Linked DNA regions of Mus musculus: region 2 is linked to region 1. A link is a contact called in public Hi-C data. All regions are on one chromosome and are shown on one strand. The core of a region is the stretch at or near the end of the contact, and the rest is flanking DNA. Distances in the headings are between cores, read along the strand shown. Region 1 overlaps Syne1 (spectrin repeat containing, nuclear envelope 1). Region 2 overlaps Syne1 (spectrin repeat containing, nuclear envelope 1).

What was found. A called contact is a pair of places that touch in the nucleus more often than the background predicts.
Region 2: a contact with region 1 is called in a Hi-C map of uterus, with 2.1 times the contacts expected there. The contact joins two enhancer-like sites. A contact is called at or near these places in 4 of 39 promoter capture datasets (hematopoietic stem and progenitor cells, liver and stem cell-derived epiblast-like cells), 6 of 484 Hi-C or Micro-C datasets (rod photoreceptor and uterus), 1 of 115 datasets of contacts at active chromatin or transcription factors (memory CD8 T cells) and 3 of 9 other capture datasets (adipose tissue, liver and pancreatic islet).

Annotation. Positions count from the first base shown.
Region 1 is chr10:5,077,573-5,082,120 of GRCm38.p6, reverse strand. The region is part of intron 127 of Syne1 (spectrin repeat containing, nuclear envelope 1); the gene reads left to right. Among named protein-coding and RNA genes, the nearest start is that of Gm51757, 250 kb to the left of the region's middle. Within about 2 kb of position 2,025, at least 70 of the 459 cell types and tissues checked have an H3K27ac peak or open chromatin away from gene starts, as enhancers often do. A contact at or near this core is called in uterus, where this site is marked.
Region 2 is chr10:5,149,582-5,153,858 of GRCm38.p6, reverse strand. Syne1 (spectrin repeat containing, nuclear envelope 1) reads left to right here. Exons shown (of 146, transcript NM_001347711.1): 103 at 551-760. Among named protein-coding and RNA genes, the nearest start is that of Gm51757, 180 kb to the left of the region's middle. Within about 2 kb of position 1,253, at least 1 of the 459 cell types and tissues checked has an H3K27ac peak or open chromatin away from gene starts, as enhancers often do. A contact at or near this core is called in uterus, where this site is marked.

The DNA.
Region 1 (4,548 bases), core at 776-3,275:
CTCCTGGTTATGTGCCAGCATGGATCATAGTCCGGCGCATTCCCATTTCCTCCTGGTTATGTGCCAGCATGGATCATAGTCCGGCGCATTCCCATTTCCTCCTGGTTATGTGCCAGCATGGATCGTAGTCCGGCGCATTCCATTTCCTCCTGGTTATGTGCCAGCATGGATCATAGTCCGGCGCATTCCCATTTCCTCCTGGTTATGTGCCAGCATGGATCATAGTCCGGCGCATTCCCATTTCCTCCTGGTTATCTGCCAGCATGGGTCATAGTCCGGCGCATTCCCATTTCCTCCTGGTTATGTGCCAGCATGGATCATAGTCCGGCACATTCCCACTTCCTCCTGGTTATGTGCCAGCATGGATCATAGTCCGGCGCATTCCCATTTCCTCCTGGTTATGTGCCAGCATGGATCATAGTCCGGCGCATTCCCATTTCCTCCTGGTTATGTGCCAGCATGGATCATAGTCCGGCGCATTCCCATTTCCTCCTGGTTATCTGCCAGCATGGGTCATAGTCCGGCGCATTCCCATTTCCTCCTGGTTATGTGCCAGCATGGATCATAGTGCGCATTCCCATTTCCTCCTGGTTATGTGCCAGCATGGGTCATAGTCCGGCGCATTCCCATTTCCTCCTGGTTATGTGCCAGCATGGATCATAGTCCGGCGCATTCCCATTTCCTCCTGGTTATGTGCCAGCATGGATCATAGTCCGGCGCATTCCCATTTCCTCCTGGTTATGTGCCAGCATGGATCATAGTCCGGCGCATTCCCATTTCCTCCTGGTTATGTGCCAGCATGGATCATAGTCCGGCGCATTCCCATTTCCTCCTGGTTATGTGCCAGCATGGATCATAGTCCGGCGCATTCCCATTTCCTCCTGGTTATCTGCCAGCATGGATCATAGTCCAGTGCATTCCCATTTCCTCCTGGTTATGTGCCAGCATGGATCATAGTCCGGCGCATTCCCATTTCCTCCTGGTTATGTGCCAGCATGGGTCATAGTCCGGCGCATTCCCATTTCCTCCTGGTTATGTGCCAGCATGGATCATAGTCCGGCGCATTCCCATTTCCTCCTGGTTATGTGCCAGCATGGATCATAGTCCGGCGCATTCCCATTTCCTCCTGGTTATGTGCCAGCATGGATCATAGTCCGGCGCATTCCCATTTCCTCCTGGTTATGTGCCAGCATGGATCATAGTCCGGCGCATTCCCATTTCCTCCTGGTTATGTGCCAGCATGGGTCATAGTCCGGCGCATTCCCATTTCCTCCTGGTTATGTGCCAGCATGGATCATAGTCCGGCGCATTCCCATTTCCTCCTGGTTATCTGCCAGCATGGATCATAGTCTTCTTTCCCGACTGATTGTCGTCTGATCCCAAGACTTTGATGCTCTTAGATGCAGAGGCCATTTCTTTGGACAAGCCAGTGCCTATAGCAGCTAAGTGTTGTTTGCCTATGGGGAATAATGAAGGCAATGTCCTCCGTATATGTCCTAATACTTAGGTACCTCTGAGGATAAAAATAATGCCAGAATTATCATATTTTGGAGATGAAGAAATTGATAGTCATATGATGATTTCTCATTCAGGCAAATCGTGTAATCATTCCATGAAAGTATTATTATTACTAACTAAGTCAGACATTCATATTTTCTAAAATTGTCGATAGAGTACATATATCTACTTGAAAATACAGCTTGAAAGTGGTGTTTGGCCACATGATATGCTCTGAGGAGATTTATACACTGTGCCTGTGAGCAGGCCAAAACCTGAAAAAAAAAAAAAAAAAAGGAAGTAGATAGAGTATGCTTCTAGGATCTTCCTCTGCCAGACTCCTGAGGTATGAAACTAACACATAATTATTCTGTCCCAGTCCAATCTACACTCGAGTGTTTAAACCAGTGAGATAGTAGTTTTGGGTCTGGCCAGGTGCCAGGATGTAATACTTCTGGAGGAGAGGGACCCAGAGGTTTTAGTGGCTCCTGGGTTTGTCATTTCCGGTGAACTACTGTCAAATATGAATCCAAAACAGGAAACAAGCCAGTGCTCTACTCCTTGTAAAAGTCGCCAAACTCTGCTGAACACAGATGGCGTTACGCCAGCTCAGGAGGAGCCAGCCGGCTCTGCTCCCTTCGAAGCGGCTGATGTGCAGGAGTAACTGGGAGGGTCCACAGATGAGGATGAGGAAGCCAGCTTCAAGCAGATGCTTGGGAGCATCAGAAGAAAAGCAAAAGGGAATTGGCTTTTCAGCTGCCCAAGGGATCTGTTGTAGCTAGCTCCCTTGAGGATTATATTGCTTTTCTTCCTCTGTTGCTTGTATAGAACTATGTGTGATTCTAGCTGTAATGTAAATATATAACACTGCACCACTAGAATTGCTCATGTATATGCATTTGTATGTGTGCATTTGTGTGTGAGTGTGTGTGTCTGTTTACACCCACCCACAATGTCTTGATAAAAACACTTACTGTTAGAAAAAAAATGTACTACCTATTCAGCTGTCTCACTCTGGAGGCAATATACCATGGCGGCAGTACCCTTAAGACAATATATGTGCTGAGCTGGTAAATTTCAGGGTTTCAACTGAATCCAAAGAAAGAAATGGTTCATTTATATATAGCTTGGATATTTAGTTTATAAACAACATCAAATGCCACCCTTCTTAGGGATTTACATCTTTGCAAAAAAGGTTTTGGCCCTGGCTTGCACCCAATGCTTGCAGCCCACATATTTAGTTTTTGGTTTTTTTTTTTCAGTCATAGCTCCACAGTAAACAAATGAAAGCAGTGTCATCATGTTGTGAGACAAACAGGAAGGATGCATATTCAAACTGCTCCCTGGAGACATTGAGCACATGAATGCTAAGAAGGAAAAACTATCAAACTAACACAACATTGTCAAACCTGTGGTGTTTGACAGTGCTTTTTAAATTGTCACTTGCCTGTGTCTTCCTGTCAACACACCACATCCTGGGATAGATATAGTACAGCACTTGACATATGAAAGGTGATCGATCATTTGTTACAAACACTAAATACTAGTGTTTGGAGAAAATGCAGTGTCAAATGAGAAAAGACAGGCTCGTAGAAGATGAGAAACTTGCTCTATTTTTGATGGCAGAGTAGTGGAGACTAGCCTTGAGTCTTAGCTGCGTCTGGACATGTGATTGATCCTTCTATAAATTACAGCCTAGAGCAAAGACTCCAGCTTTACTGAGCCTACCTTTGACTAACCAAAAGCCAATCACTTAAACTGCCTAATTCACTCTGGGCACATCAACTTCTCAAAGAAATAGGTGATTTCCTTTTATCGTGTGACCACCCTCTCTGTGGATGTTGGTGAAGGGGGAGCCCTAGCATATGTTTTCTGCATCATGGCCAACAAGCAGAGGAAGCTACTCAGAGGGAGACAAACCCATCTCAACTCTTAAGGAGGGAGCTTCTTTTCTTTAGAGGGGAGTCACCAATCCTGAGAATTTCTGCTTGTATCAGTTGAACCTAAGCTGTAGCTGCAGCCACCCCCTCCTGTCTGATACTGTAGGATGACGGATGAATCCCGAGTCTTGGTGTTCCAGAAGAGCAGATCTCTCTGTGCTTACTGGTTGTGCTGTATAACACAGTCTGGGTAGATCTCGAAGTGGGTGGGATTTCTCTCTAGAACCTTTGAACTGCTGCTCACTGTTAATCCCCCCCGGAAATGAGCTCGCCACCATTCGTCTCCCCTGTATTATTCTGCCTCAAGGGAAACTAAGTGGTAAACTAAGTTATATTAGTGAGACAATGCTGGTAAACTCAGGAGTTATTGCCAACCCAGAGGAATATTTTATTTAACTAGACATGCTTAACTCAAAGGCAGGAAATCCTAATGGACATTTCTCAAAAGCTGTGGTAGTCAAGTATCTCATTTCCCTGAGGTTGGCCTTGTGCAAGGTGTTAACCTGATCTCAGAAAAGAACATGGACAAATGGGGTTCTATGAGGACTTAAGTCTTATCTACTTACCACTGATGGAGCCGATAACTAAGACACATAAGGCATCTTTGAAATGTTTTCATTCCCATATTAAAAAAATAATTTAAAATACATTTTAAAGCAGGTTGCTATGTATAGTGGTCCAAGCCTATAATCTCGAAACTCAGACAGAAGGATCACCACCAGTGATTGTATTTTTAGGAAAATACCTAAAGAAATGAGTACCTATACCTGTGCAGACACTTACGCATGACCATATGTGGCAGCATTGCTCATAGGAAATCAGGATTAAAATCAACAGAAATGTCCACAATTAGATGAATAGACATGTAAAACAGACATGTGTGCAGTGGACGGTTCTCAGCAGTCAGAACGGATTGTGGGTTTATCATTTAACATGGCTTAACATGTGATGCATGCTAACTGAAAGAAGCATGTCACAAAAGAACACAAACTGTGATTCCAACCTACATGGAACGTTGGGAACAGGGAGATACATAGAGATAATAGCTTAGAGCTGCGGGAAGTGTGGAGAGAACAGAGAATGACTTCTTATACCCAGCAAGGTTCTCTAC
Region 2 (4,277 bases), core at 4-2,503, 73 kb before region 1:
GGTTGGCAATTTCTGTCCATGCATGAAATCTCAAAGCAATTACAATTAGTAACGAGTAATTATATTTACAAATATGGAATACCAAGAACAAGACAGCTCTAATAAAATGCTATGGTGTGTTTCCAAGAAAAATAGTGTGGGACAGACTTTTTTAAACATAAAAGCTCTCAAAGACATGTATGATATGCATTTTTATAACTTTTTAATGTGAGTTCAAGAGGAGGAGAAATGGAGAACTCTGGGTTATTGTACATTTCAAATCCTCCCTGTATGAAACACAAACTATAAGAACTGAATTCCTAACCAGCATTTATTTTTTTTAATTTAATTTTTAGCAATGCATATTTTTATTATATAATGATATAAAGTCTCTGAGAAAAATCTCTGCTAGAACAACTTACCTGTGACCTATAGAAGTTCTCGAAGGAGACTCGGCTTGTCTAAGTGTAGTTGTTAGTAAGTGAAAGGTTTCCTGGATTTCCCAGGGGATGATAACTTGATTTACAGAAGTCCAAACAATGAGGTGAAGCTTGGCTTTCATCAACCCTAGGCTCTTGCCAAGGACATTAAGGAAATGTCTGAAGAAATGGATAAGAACAAGAACTTGTTTTCCCAAGCATTCCCAGAGGACAGTGACAACCGGGATGTCATTGAAGATACTCTGGGTTGTCTTTTGGGCAGATTGTCCCTGCTGGATTCAGTAGTGGATCAGCGGTGTCATCAGATGAAGGAAAGACTCCAGCAAATCCTCCGTTTCCAGGTAATTGGAAGGTCACAAAGGGTTTGGGCCATTTTCAAGGAACAGCGATAATGATCAGCCATGAGTATCTTACAAGCATTCATTATGTGCTGCATATTTGCAGCGAGGTATCTGAGGGCATGTGTGAGTGCACGTGCATGTGTGGGTGATATGAAGTATGCGCATGAGTGTGGGGGTCATTCCTCAGGAATCACCTACCCTGTGTTCATTTTAACTTTTATTTCATTTCTTTATCTAATATGTGTATATGGAGATGGGAAGCATGAATGTTGAGGTCAGAGGAGACTCATCTGAGTCCTTTGTCTCCTTCTACAATGGGAGTCCTGGGGAAGATGCTCATTACACTTGGGTAGAAAGTGTCTCTCCCCACTGAGCCATTGTTCTGGCCCATCCATATTGTTTTGAAGCATAAAGGACCTCACTGTTCTTAAGGTAGGCTGGCAGCCTAGTGAGCCCCAGTGTTCTAAGCTCTTCCTCTCCAGGGCTGGAGATTACAAGGGTGTGTTACTGTAACTAGCTCTTTACATGGGTGCTGAGGGTCAAATTCATGAAGCATGTTAGTGTCTGAGCTATCTCTCAGATCTTATAAACACATTAGTTGGGTTTTTTTGTTGTTTTGTTTTGTTTTGTTTTGTTTTGTTTTAATGGATAACAAAGAGCTAGAACATTGCAGAACACCAGCTGGCTTGAACTAAAGATTTAGAAAGCCAAGTTTCATGCTTTTAGAATTTGGAAGGATGAGAAAACCACTTAGTCAAACCAAGAGTTGAATAAAAGTTTAAATTCAACCAATAAAAGCTAAATTATCATTTATTGTAATTTCCAATTGGTAATAATAGAGTTTATTTCTTGTTACCAAAGAGCATGCAGGAGATACTGTAATATCAAAAACACCCCAAAACTCACTACTGAAAAGCTTTTGAAATGGCGATGGTCTAATTTCTTCTCGCTCTCTCAGGCTTACACTGGAAGCCGTTACACTGCTTTCCAATCCGAACTCTTCAGATTTATTACTTTTTGCTGCCACATTAGAATCCCAGGGCCAGATATGTAATTCTATGCTTAGGGAACCTTTTCTGTCTTGAATCACTGGAAAAAACGGAAAAGTCACTGCTAAACCTTTAGTATTGATGGTTTTCATGCTCAATCAAAAGGGCCCTTTTCAGAATACTTACGACAATGGAAGCTATTTTTCAGCAAACCTGGAAGAATTTGATGTAATTTTTGATTTGTAAAAAGTTACTATAAACTTCAAATGTTACATTCACCAAGAAACATGAAAATTTCTAGAAAGTCATATAAAGGGACAGATCATTACCGCTTTCAAATAATCTATAGTCTTAAAAATATAAATGAAGGATGGAAAGATGGTTCAGTGGTTAAATGTGCTTGCTGCTAAGCCTGAAGACCTGAATTTAATCCCCTGATCCTATTTGCTGGAAGGACAGAACTGACTCCCACATGTTATCCTCTTACCTGACACATGTGCAGTGGCACACATACATGAAATAAATAACATTGTATATGTATATAGACATATGAACATATTTCCTATGAATCATTTTTAAATCTCTATAATATCCCTACTGGTATATGTTGTTCAGACAGAGCAAAGATTAAGACTAAGGTCCCTGAAGCCAACAAGTTTACTTTGTTGGCTTTATTGGCTGCCCTCGGTTTTAAAACCAATCCTGCGGACTGGGCTTTGACTCACTAAGTATCCCAGGTTCTCTGCCTCAACAGCCATGTATTGCAAATTCCAGCTTTGTTGATTGCTGCTGTATAATCTTAGTAGCCTTATGACCTTGAGCCTCTGTGTCCTCAACTACCTGTCCACAGCCACTGCCTCACAATACTGTAAGGCTTCAATAAGTTGAACTCTTTGAGATACTCTCAGTAGATCCTAATACATAACAAGTACTCAACAAATTTTGTAATCATCATATTTTGCTATTGAGTAGTCTTAAGAAAGACAGCGGATCTAAAAATCAGTGGAAAGTTTACATCGCTTCTCCAGGTTTATGCAGCACTCAAGAGGAGGGGGGGATTTAAGAGAGCACTTGTGCATTGCATGGTATGGAAGCATGAGCAGGAGACCTTAGACTAGCAGACTCACTCAAGATGCATTCTGAATAGAAAGACAACTGCTTGGATGTGGGAATGGGGAAAAGGATGCCTGCTAAGGAGCCCAGGGATGCTGGCTTGCATATCTGGAGGCCTCAACAGACAGAGGAGGCAGATAGACAGCAGTGCCAGTGGCCAGTGGAGTAGACTATACTCTGGAAGTGCTTTAATGGAGACATGGGTAGCATTAAGATATGCACGTGAAGACTCACAGTGGGTATCGGAGTGTGTCACTCTATGGCACTGAGGAGTGGCCTTGGTGGGATTCACACCTGTGCTTGTTAGAATGTATGGTATAGAACAAGGAGAGAGAAATCCACTTAGAATCAGAAAAACAGGGTTGATTTTTCTGGGTGTTATATTTTGTACACATGTATACTGACTGTGCCTGGAAAGTCACCAGGCTAATTAGAGTATGAAAAAATAATTTTCATTACTCTAAAATGTATTGTCTATGAAGAAAGTTGCCAAATTATTACAGCATTTTAGTCTGTAAGCCACACAAGCGGCTTGCTTAGGCGTGCAATCGTGAGTCCCTGAGAGGTGTATTTACTTCTGTCTCGTTCCTTCTACCCAGTTAATGCTTATGACAGCTTTGAGTTTCATAATCTTAACCAGTGACAGTAAAATGCTAACTAAGTATGACTTTTTCAGAATTTAGTTTATCGTAGGGGACCATGGAAATTACACATAATCACGAAATTATCTTAAAATCATGTTCTCTGTTTTTCTTTGGCCAAGAAGTTTTTGCTGGTTTGTTAGTGGCCAGCTCATGAACAAAACTTGACAGTTCAAATGTTGATGCTCCAATTTAATTGAAGGAAAGAACCCTAATGATAACACAATAAAAGATCAATTCATATTTACGAACCATTTTCTTGTAGAGAGCATCTGCCCTGCTGCCTGGTACTAAATAGTTGTTGGCACGCTACCCCTTTGTTCTCCATGTCATCTATGAGAACTACCCTTTTCCAGACTGTTAACATTCTCCGAAAATTTCCTCCCCAACCAAGACTGCAAGATAAATAGATGACCTGTATGTGTCAAGTATTATGTGTGTCACAGTCAAATTAGCTGTCACTATTATGTTCCTTACGCATAGATTGAACCCCAAATACATTTCAGTATTTTGAAAAGTTCTGAATATTTTAAATGACTTTTAAATGTGAGAAGCTAAGGGATTCTTTAATAACCTCAAGTCAGCATTACCAGTTTTAAGGCTTCAAAATGTCTATGCATTTGTCTTTCAAATGACTCATACCCTCCCTTTACTCTCTGACCGAAAGAAATAAATTGTAATATCTGTTATTTTATTATATACTTCTTAATTATTGCTGTATCACAAGTATAGTAATAATAATTTGTTGAATCCTTCTGATTTATTCCTTTTTGG